2 separate regions of the Anas platyrhynchos genome follow, and region 1 is linked to region 2. A link is a contact called in public Hi-C data. All regions are on one chromosome and are shown on one strand. Each heading gives the region's core, a stretch centred on a gene start, on an enhancer-like site or on the middle of the called end of the contact. The rest is flanking DNA. Distances are from core to core; before and after follow the strand shown.

Region 1 (3,429 bases), core at 390-2,889, 64 kb before region 2:
TATCTCATGGTAAGTAGTGCAAGGACAGTATGTTGAATCTCTCAGTTCCTTCAGAGAGAAACACGCAGCCTTAGAAGAATGATGTTTAGGGGCACTTACATAATTTAGTTTCCAAAGAAAGACACTAAAAGTCCTTATGGAAAAGGAGAAGTAGTAAATGTGGAGGAAAAAATGCATAAGCAGTTGCAGCATAAGGAAATGCTTTCACAAACAATATTTTGTTAAATACAAATATTCTAAGTCTCTTTCTTTAGAATCCAAAAAGATGAAGAGAAGTATTTTTCTTATGTACAATAATTGGCATCATAATGAAGTAAAATTTATATATGAAAATGACCCTATTTGGACAGAATGGTTCTAACATAAACTGTTGTCCACAAGTGAAATCTAGTCACAGGTCTCCAGAGATAGAAGTAGTATCAGAAGATCAGTATATGGTAGGCTGGACCATAAAGAAGAGTCTCAGAAGTAGCTAATTCTATAAAGACAAGGAATATCAGTTCAAGATAGCTATCCTTCCATTTTACACAGTCAATTAAGCTCATTTGCTTAAGATTATCTGCTGCTGCCCAAAATAGAAAATCAGCTATTAGGTTTTCCTGTAGCTTTTAAAAATGTTTTTGAATTCTTTGTCACACCTGTGTCACGTGAACTGCCCAAGCTGAAGTAGGAAACAACAAAGTTCTAATAAATTCTTCTTGATCCACAGAGCAACTATGTGATGATGTGTGCAAGACTGTCATAGCAGGGGCAGTGCTGTTGTCCTTCATCATCTCTGTGCTGCTTTCTTCGTATTTCATCCATCGCTACCACAAAAATTCTCCAAAGCCACCTATTGCCTCTGCAGAAATGACATTCCGGCGCCCGGCCCAGTCCTATCCCATCAGCTATTCTTCTACTAATGTCCGTCGGCCTTCTTTAGATTCCATGGAGAACCAAGTGTCTGTAGACACCTTTAAAATACCAGTAAGTCTGATATAGTTTTGTGTATACTTTTTCATATCTGTGTTGTTCCTAAAGAATGGTGTTTATGCATGTAGAAAATGTTACAGAAGTGCGATCTGCTTATAGAAACACCCAAATCAAATGATTAAAACAGAAGTGATGTATAGAGGGACAGATACTTAATGAGTAATTGAATAAGTCATATAACTTACTGCACAAGGCCAGTATATTCTGCCACTTTTGTTCCATTCTAATATAATGTAACAATGGGTCAAATTTAAGCCATTTTTTTTCTAAATGTAACTCTACATTTTATGGTGTGGTTTAATTTTAACATTTTTAAAGTAATATAATTGTTAAAGTTGTTACATTTAACATTGTTAAAATAAAATAATAGTCTAATAATCAGCACAGGTTTGTAGTCTCTGTGATTAGCCATAGTATTCCACAGAGGATAAGTTTAGGGGAGGAAAAAAAAAAAAAAGAAAAAAAGCTGAGATCTGTTCCTGATTTCTGTTATACAGACACACTGTAGGTGTCAGGTCATGTGGGAATGGTGTCCATGCTTTTTGCCCAGTTATATTATCATATCTTTAATCTAGTTTCTTCTGTGTTGGTAAGTTACATACTATTCAGGATGCTTGCCAGCTGGTGTGTTTTCATGGACCAATATAGTAAAGAAACGCTGCCATTTTCTGTGACATGTGGCAACACCAGCTTTATTTGCATGCTAGATATTGACGTCTTCACAGGCCTTGCGCTCTGTGTACTTTCATCTCTCGTCTGGTTTGTACATCTGTCACCATTTCACAACTGTAAGGCTTGATAACTCTCATTTCCTAAGAGGAGGATTGTTGTGTCTGATGGACTCTGCAGGGAAAGCCTTAGTCCTTGAGTAAAACTAATTTACTTCTCAGTGAAGTCTACAGTCACATATTCACAGTTATTCTGAAAGCAAACGTTTATATTGCATTGCTTCATGTTTCATTTGTACACGATTTCTAAGTCCTGTAAATATAATATATTATCCACAAGCTGCTTTTGCAGCCTTTTTTGAAGGAGGTGATTTTAAGGTAATGTAAAAACACTTGCAAAATGCTTAGAGATTCAGAAGCTTTCTTAGCAATGCACTCATTGACCAAAAAAAAAAAAAAAAAAAGGGAGCAACCGAAATTGTACACCAAAGTATACCTATTCCTGAAGAATGATCTCCTATTGAACATTAATGCCTCTGGTGTAGCTATCCGCTTCTGTTCTTCCTCGTCTTATAGGGTTTCTTTTCTCTCCTGCAGGAAGATCCGAAGTGGGAATTCCCTCGGAAAAACTTGGTTCTTGGTAAAACTCTTGGAGAGGGTGAATTTGGAAAGGTTGTCAAGGCAACAGCTTTCAGACTCAAGGGAAGAGCTGGCTATACTACTGTGGCAGTCAAAATGCTAAAAGGTACCTTCCCATCTGCATCTGAAATGTTTTGAAAACTATTTGTTGTAACTTCTGCATGCATTTGAAAAGGGGCTAACATGAAAGTAAAATGTCAGCTAGGAACAACCAGTACCACAGCCTTCATTTCTTCCAGCAGCAGTCTGTTACATTCTGACAGATTTCTGACTTTAGCAGCTAGCATCATGTTGATACAAATAAGTGACTTCCACAAGTGGTTCTGATTAACGATGTGCAAGGATTCTCTGTCTTAATGGGGCAAATACATTTAATTTTGGTCGGCATTGACAGAAATATTGCAAGGGCATGTTAAAGCTTTCTGACACTCCACTCCCCTCCTTCCCTGCAGTTTTATTTGGCAGAGCTTTTAAAGTAAATTGTGTTATAACCATGGCAAGAGACAGAATAGGCCTATTAAGTTACTTCTCTGATTGAGAATTCCATCTACTTTTGTACTTTCTGATATACTTTTCAATTACCAGGTGTTCTGCCAAACTGGCTTGCAGAGCCTAATGTTTTCTCCTGGTGTCTTCAGTTCTTCCAAAGACTTTAAAGATAGGGAAAAAATGTGTTCCTAGGTTATGTTAAGATTATAATATGAGACCTTGAGCTCTTGTCCCTGTCTCTGTTTAGTTTTAGGCCCCATTTATACTTGTTTCTTTACCATACAGAAAAAGACACGGTATTGAAAGAAAAAGATGATTCTTTTTGTATGGTTAGTTGTTTTTTGGTCTTTGAAGTAGAATTCTCCAGTATTAGTGTACGTTTCAGGTGAAGGCTGAATGCGTGGATTGTAATCCATAGATTTTGCCACCTTTACTGTAAAATATGAATGCAGATTTTGCATATATAATGTCTGGGCCTGATGACTTCATTAGATATGCAATGGTGGTGAAGGAGGTCAGTTATTCACACAACTGTATCCTTTTATGTTGTTTTGTGTGCTAGTCCATAAATGCATGTAGTCCCTATGTATCAGACACCTAGGAAAGTAGTGGGTGAAGATGGGGAAAAAAGAACCTTCAGGAAGGCTTACGGATACAAGAA
Region 2 (3,462 bases), core at 757-3,256:
CCTTATCTTGGTGATGGATCAAAGAAGTTGGGAATGTTCCAGTTGGGCATTTCTGGATGTAGTCTTTTCCCACAGTGCATACTACATCATAGAATCCTTTCTGTGAACTGAGCTATGCTATTAAACATTTTTGTTTAAGGATTTTTGGCCCCACTCCTTATTCTGAAGCCCTGCTTGTGCATCTCAGCCTTTAAACTGAGGAACCATCATTTCATTGCTATGTAAATTCATTAGAGACCCATTTGCTGTTATGCCAATGTCCCTTTCTTTCCCTCTGTCATTTTCCTGACATGTTTTTGGAAGCAAGTCACATACTCTTAGCTGTTTCACAGACTGGAAAAGCAAGTGCTGTTACAGTCTTTCTTCACATGATACTTTCTGTTCTACTGATTTATCCCAGTAGCCTTATTCTTCACTTTTTCAATTGTGTTGTTCTTTTTTTTTTTTTTTTGGGGGAGGGGAAGAATGGAAGGGGTCAAGCATGCATGAACAGAATTATGCTGCGGTCTCATGAGTGTCTTGTACAATGGCACTACTACTTCCCTACTTCCCTTTTGGATATTCTGGGATGCATAAGCAGTTTAAATGCAGGCAGGTCACTTTTCTCCATGTTGTCTTATATACTACCGTATGGCATGCCTCATTTTTAATACATTTGTTTTTAAAATTAATGGTGAGAATGCTAATTCAGTGGTTATACCATTTGCATGGTCTCCACAGAATTTAGAAACTAGGCAAAAACCCTTCTCAAACCTTTTCAAACCAGGTAATTAAGTTTTGTTAATGAATTCAGTTTGCTTCAAGAATTCTGAAGGCAATTAAAAATTTAAATGGCTGATTTTTCTGAATAGCAGATATGCTGTGCAAATAGTTCCGGGCACTGATCCTTTCATATGTACATAAAATCTGCCTTTATGTAACTTATTGTGGAGAACAGTTTCCTGTATTGTACTTAGAGTGATGAGAAAGCATTGCAAGACTTCTTGCAACTGATTCTCTGTATAATAAATGGAATATCTGCATTTTAGAAATTGTTTTAAGCTGTTTCTTTTGAAATAAGTGTTTATAATGTTTTACCAGGTAGATGACACACCAGATTGAAGTAATAGTATTTGCGGTGAGAGTTTTAACCAGTGAACATCTATCCTGACTAGATATAAAACTTACATATATACCAGATGTTTTATTGTAAGGTAAACATCTTGGTGGTGGGTCCTTACAGAACAAGGTACCAGTGAGGAAAAGAGTAAGTACGTAGGCATGACGACTTCTAGTAAGATTTAAGTGGGAACTTTTATTGAAACTCCAGCCCTTAACACTTAGCTAGTGTTGTCCTGGCTGTGCTGGTGCAAGAATAAGCATCAAAAATGCCTCTCACTTCATCTCACTTCATACACACACTGGCATGACTGTTGAGGTTGTATGGAGGTATTGAGCACTGCTGCAGCTTGGCTGTTATCACTCTACCAGTTTAGTTCCCATGTTTTGCACACAGCAGACTGCTGATAGCCAGATCTCATCTTCTAGTATTTCCACTGAGTGGTTGTGTTTATCAAAAGTGGCTGAAATGAGGAAAGAGAAAAATGTCAAGTGTCTGCATCTGTGCAGTCCATACTGGTCTGATACAGATGCTGGAAGGCAATCAATAGGAACCACTTCTGAAAACTTTCCGTTCATCGCCCCAGAATGCGGAGGTGGAGGCATTGAAGTTAAATGAAGTCGGACCTACTGGAACTTGCTCATGCCAGGGTTGGGTATAGACACAAGCAGTCCAAATCATCATTTGAGCAGTTGTAAACTCCTTGGAGCCCTTGCAGGCCTGGCCCTTTCTCTTTTCTCTTCTGCACAATTAGTCCTGCTGTCTGCAGTAACTGCTTGTGTGAGAACATGTGCTATGACATTATCAGCTCACTAAGAGCATGTTTGTGCTGTGTTATGAAATCCAGAGAGATTAGTGTGGGCTCTGTGCTATGTTAAGTCATTGCATGGTGCTTGCTCTACAGTGGTAATAACAAGGACATGGAATCTCCTCAGATACGTTTTGCTGCTGCACAATAGTGGATACAGTACACACATCTAACAACTTGCTCGTCTGCTGTTCTGCAAGATGACTTTACTGCTCACAATCCGTAGAGCATTTACAGCAGGCAAATACTCAATTCTAATAGTGTAAATAGTGTTTTATGGTACTTCTATAATTTGTTGGGTAGCTTATTAACAATGGTAACAGTGGAAATTAAATGAGTTGCTTAAATTAAAAGTTGTTATGATTTAAAGTTTATACTTCCAGGGAATTACTACTAATCATGTATACACCTCATGTTCGCTAACGATTTGTCACTTAATTTTTCTCATTAAAGTAATTAGATTATAAATAACTGCTTTAAACATGCAGCTTTTAATTTAATCTTAAAATAGGCCTTTTCCTTTTTTGTTCTGAAGCATTTTGAACATTGCTCTTGAGCTTACCTATGTTTTAAGTAGTTAGTTTAAACAATGTCAGATATTCAGATATTGTTTCTCAGTGAATTAATGTGCATTTTTCCAAATGGCCTTCACTGAATGGAGTCAACTGATGAATATCATACAGATACACAGATGGATTGTTTTGTCTATCTTAACAGGGATTCTCCAGAAGAGGACAAGATATATGTCCCTAGTAATCCCAAAATAAAACAAGAAAAGGTTGAGACTTGTGGACTGTAGAGAGAACGTTTCTGTTCAGTGTGTTGCTTCGAAAGTTGCTTGAATTTGTACAACTATGTCAGGTTACCATCTACGTGCTACTTTCCTGGGTCTGTTCTGCTTTTAGTTATTCTTTGGGACACTCTATTTCCACAGAAACCCATTGACTACACATTCTGTAGAAGTGCTTCGCTACTTCTTCTGCCTTAGTCTTTGGGAAACGCATGAGTGAAGCCACTTTCAGGGCTCAGATTTTGAGGTTAAGTTACCACTGTTATCACAAGCTAACAAGTCTACTGTCTTCTATCTGGCTATGGATGTTACTGGCACTTCAGTTACATTCCCGAGCAATTAACATAATGCTGTGTCACTGCCCAATAATAGGCAGAAAAATGTACAACTCTGGAGAACAATTAGTTTTCCCCAACTCCTTAGCATACCTGAAACAAATTACATGTGCTGTATAAATAATATGACCTGAAAAATGGGATGACTTATTTTTTCACCACTTGGTCTTGCATCAGCTTGTTCTTTTTTCATCACAATAGTGTACTTGCTGCCTTCCTTATTAGCCCAGTCCCTCTTTCTCTTTGATGTGGATTTTCTCATTTCTTAAAACACTGTGCCACAAAGCCTTCAGCCTTTCATAAGCTCCAGTATTGGCTTTTGAGCAACACAGGAGCCGCTGGGAGTTGGAGCTAACTGAGCTGCTGGGAGGCAGAGTGGTGTTGAGTGGCAAGGAAAGTCTGGATTCTGTAAGCAGGACAAGAGCAGCAA

The links. Hi-C and Micro-C count contacts between places; a contact is called where the count stands out from the background.
Region 1: a Hi-C map of F5 follicle shows a contact between it and region 2, with 2.4 times the contacts expected there. The contact joins two enhancer-like sites. A contact is called at or near these places in 4 of 8 Hi-C or Micro-C datasets (F1 follicle, F5 follicle, liver and 1 more).

Annotation. Positions count from the first base shown.
Region 1 is chr6:15,264,586-15,268,014 of IASCAAS_PekinDuck_T2T, reverse strand. RET (ret proto-oncogene) reads left to right here. Exons shown (of 26, transcript XM_072039478.1): 17 at 710-966; 18 at 2,238-2,385. Among named protein-coding and RNA genes, the nearest start is that of CSGALNACT2, 31 kb to the right of the region's middle. Within about 2 kb of position 1,639, at least 2 of the 8 cell types and tissues checked have an H3K27ac peak or open chromatin away from gene starts, as enhancers often do. A contact at or near this core is called in F5 follicle, where this site is marked.
Region 2 is chr6:15,201,200-15,204,661 of IASCAAS_PekinDuck_T2T, reverse strand. CSGALNACT2 (chondroitin sulfate N-acetylgalactosaminyltransferase 2) reads left to right here. Exons shown (of 9, transcript XM_072039480.1): 9 at 1-1,031. Among named protein-coding and RNA genes, the nearest start is that of MBL, 30 kb to the right of the region's middle. Within about 2 kb of position 2,006, at least 5 of the 8 cell types and tissues checked have an H3K27ac peak or open chromatin away from gene starts, as enhancers often do. A contact at or near this core is called in F5 follicle, where this site is marked.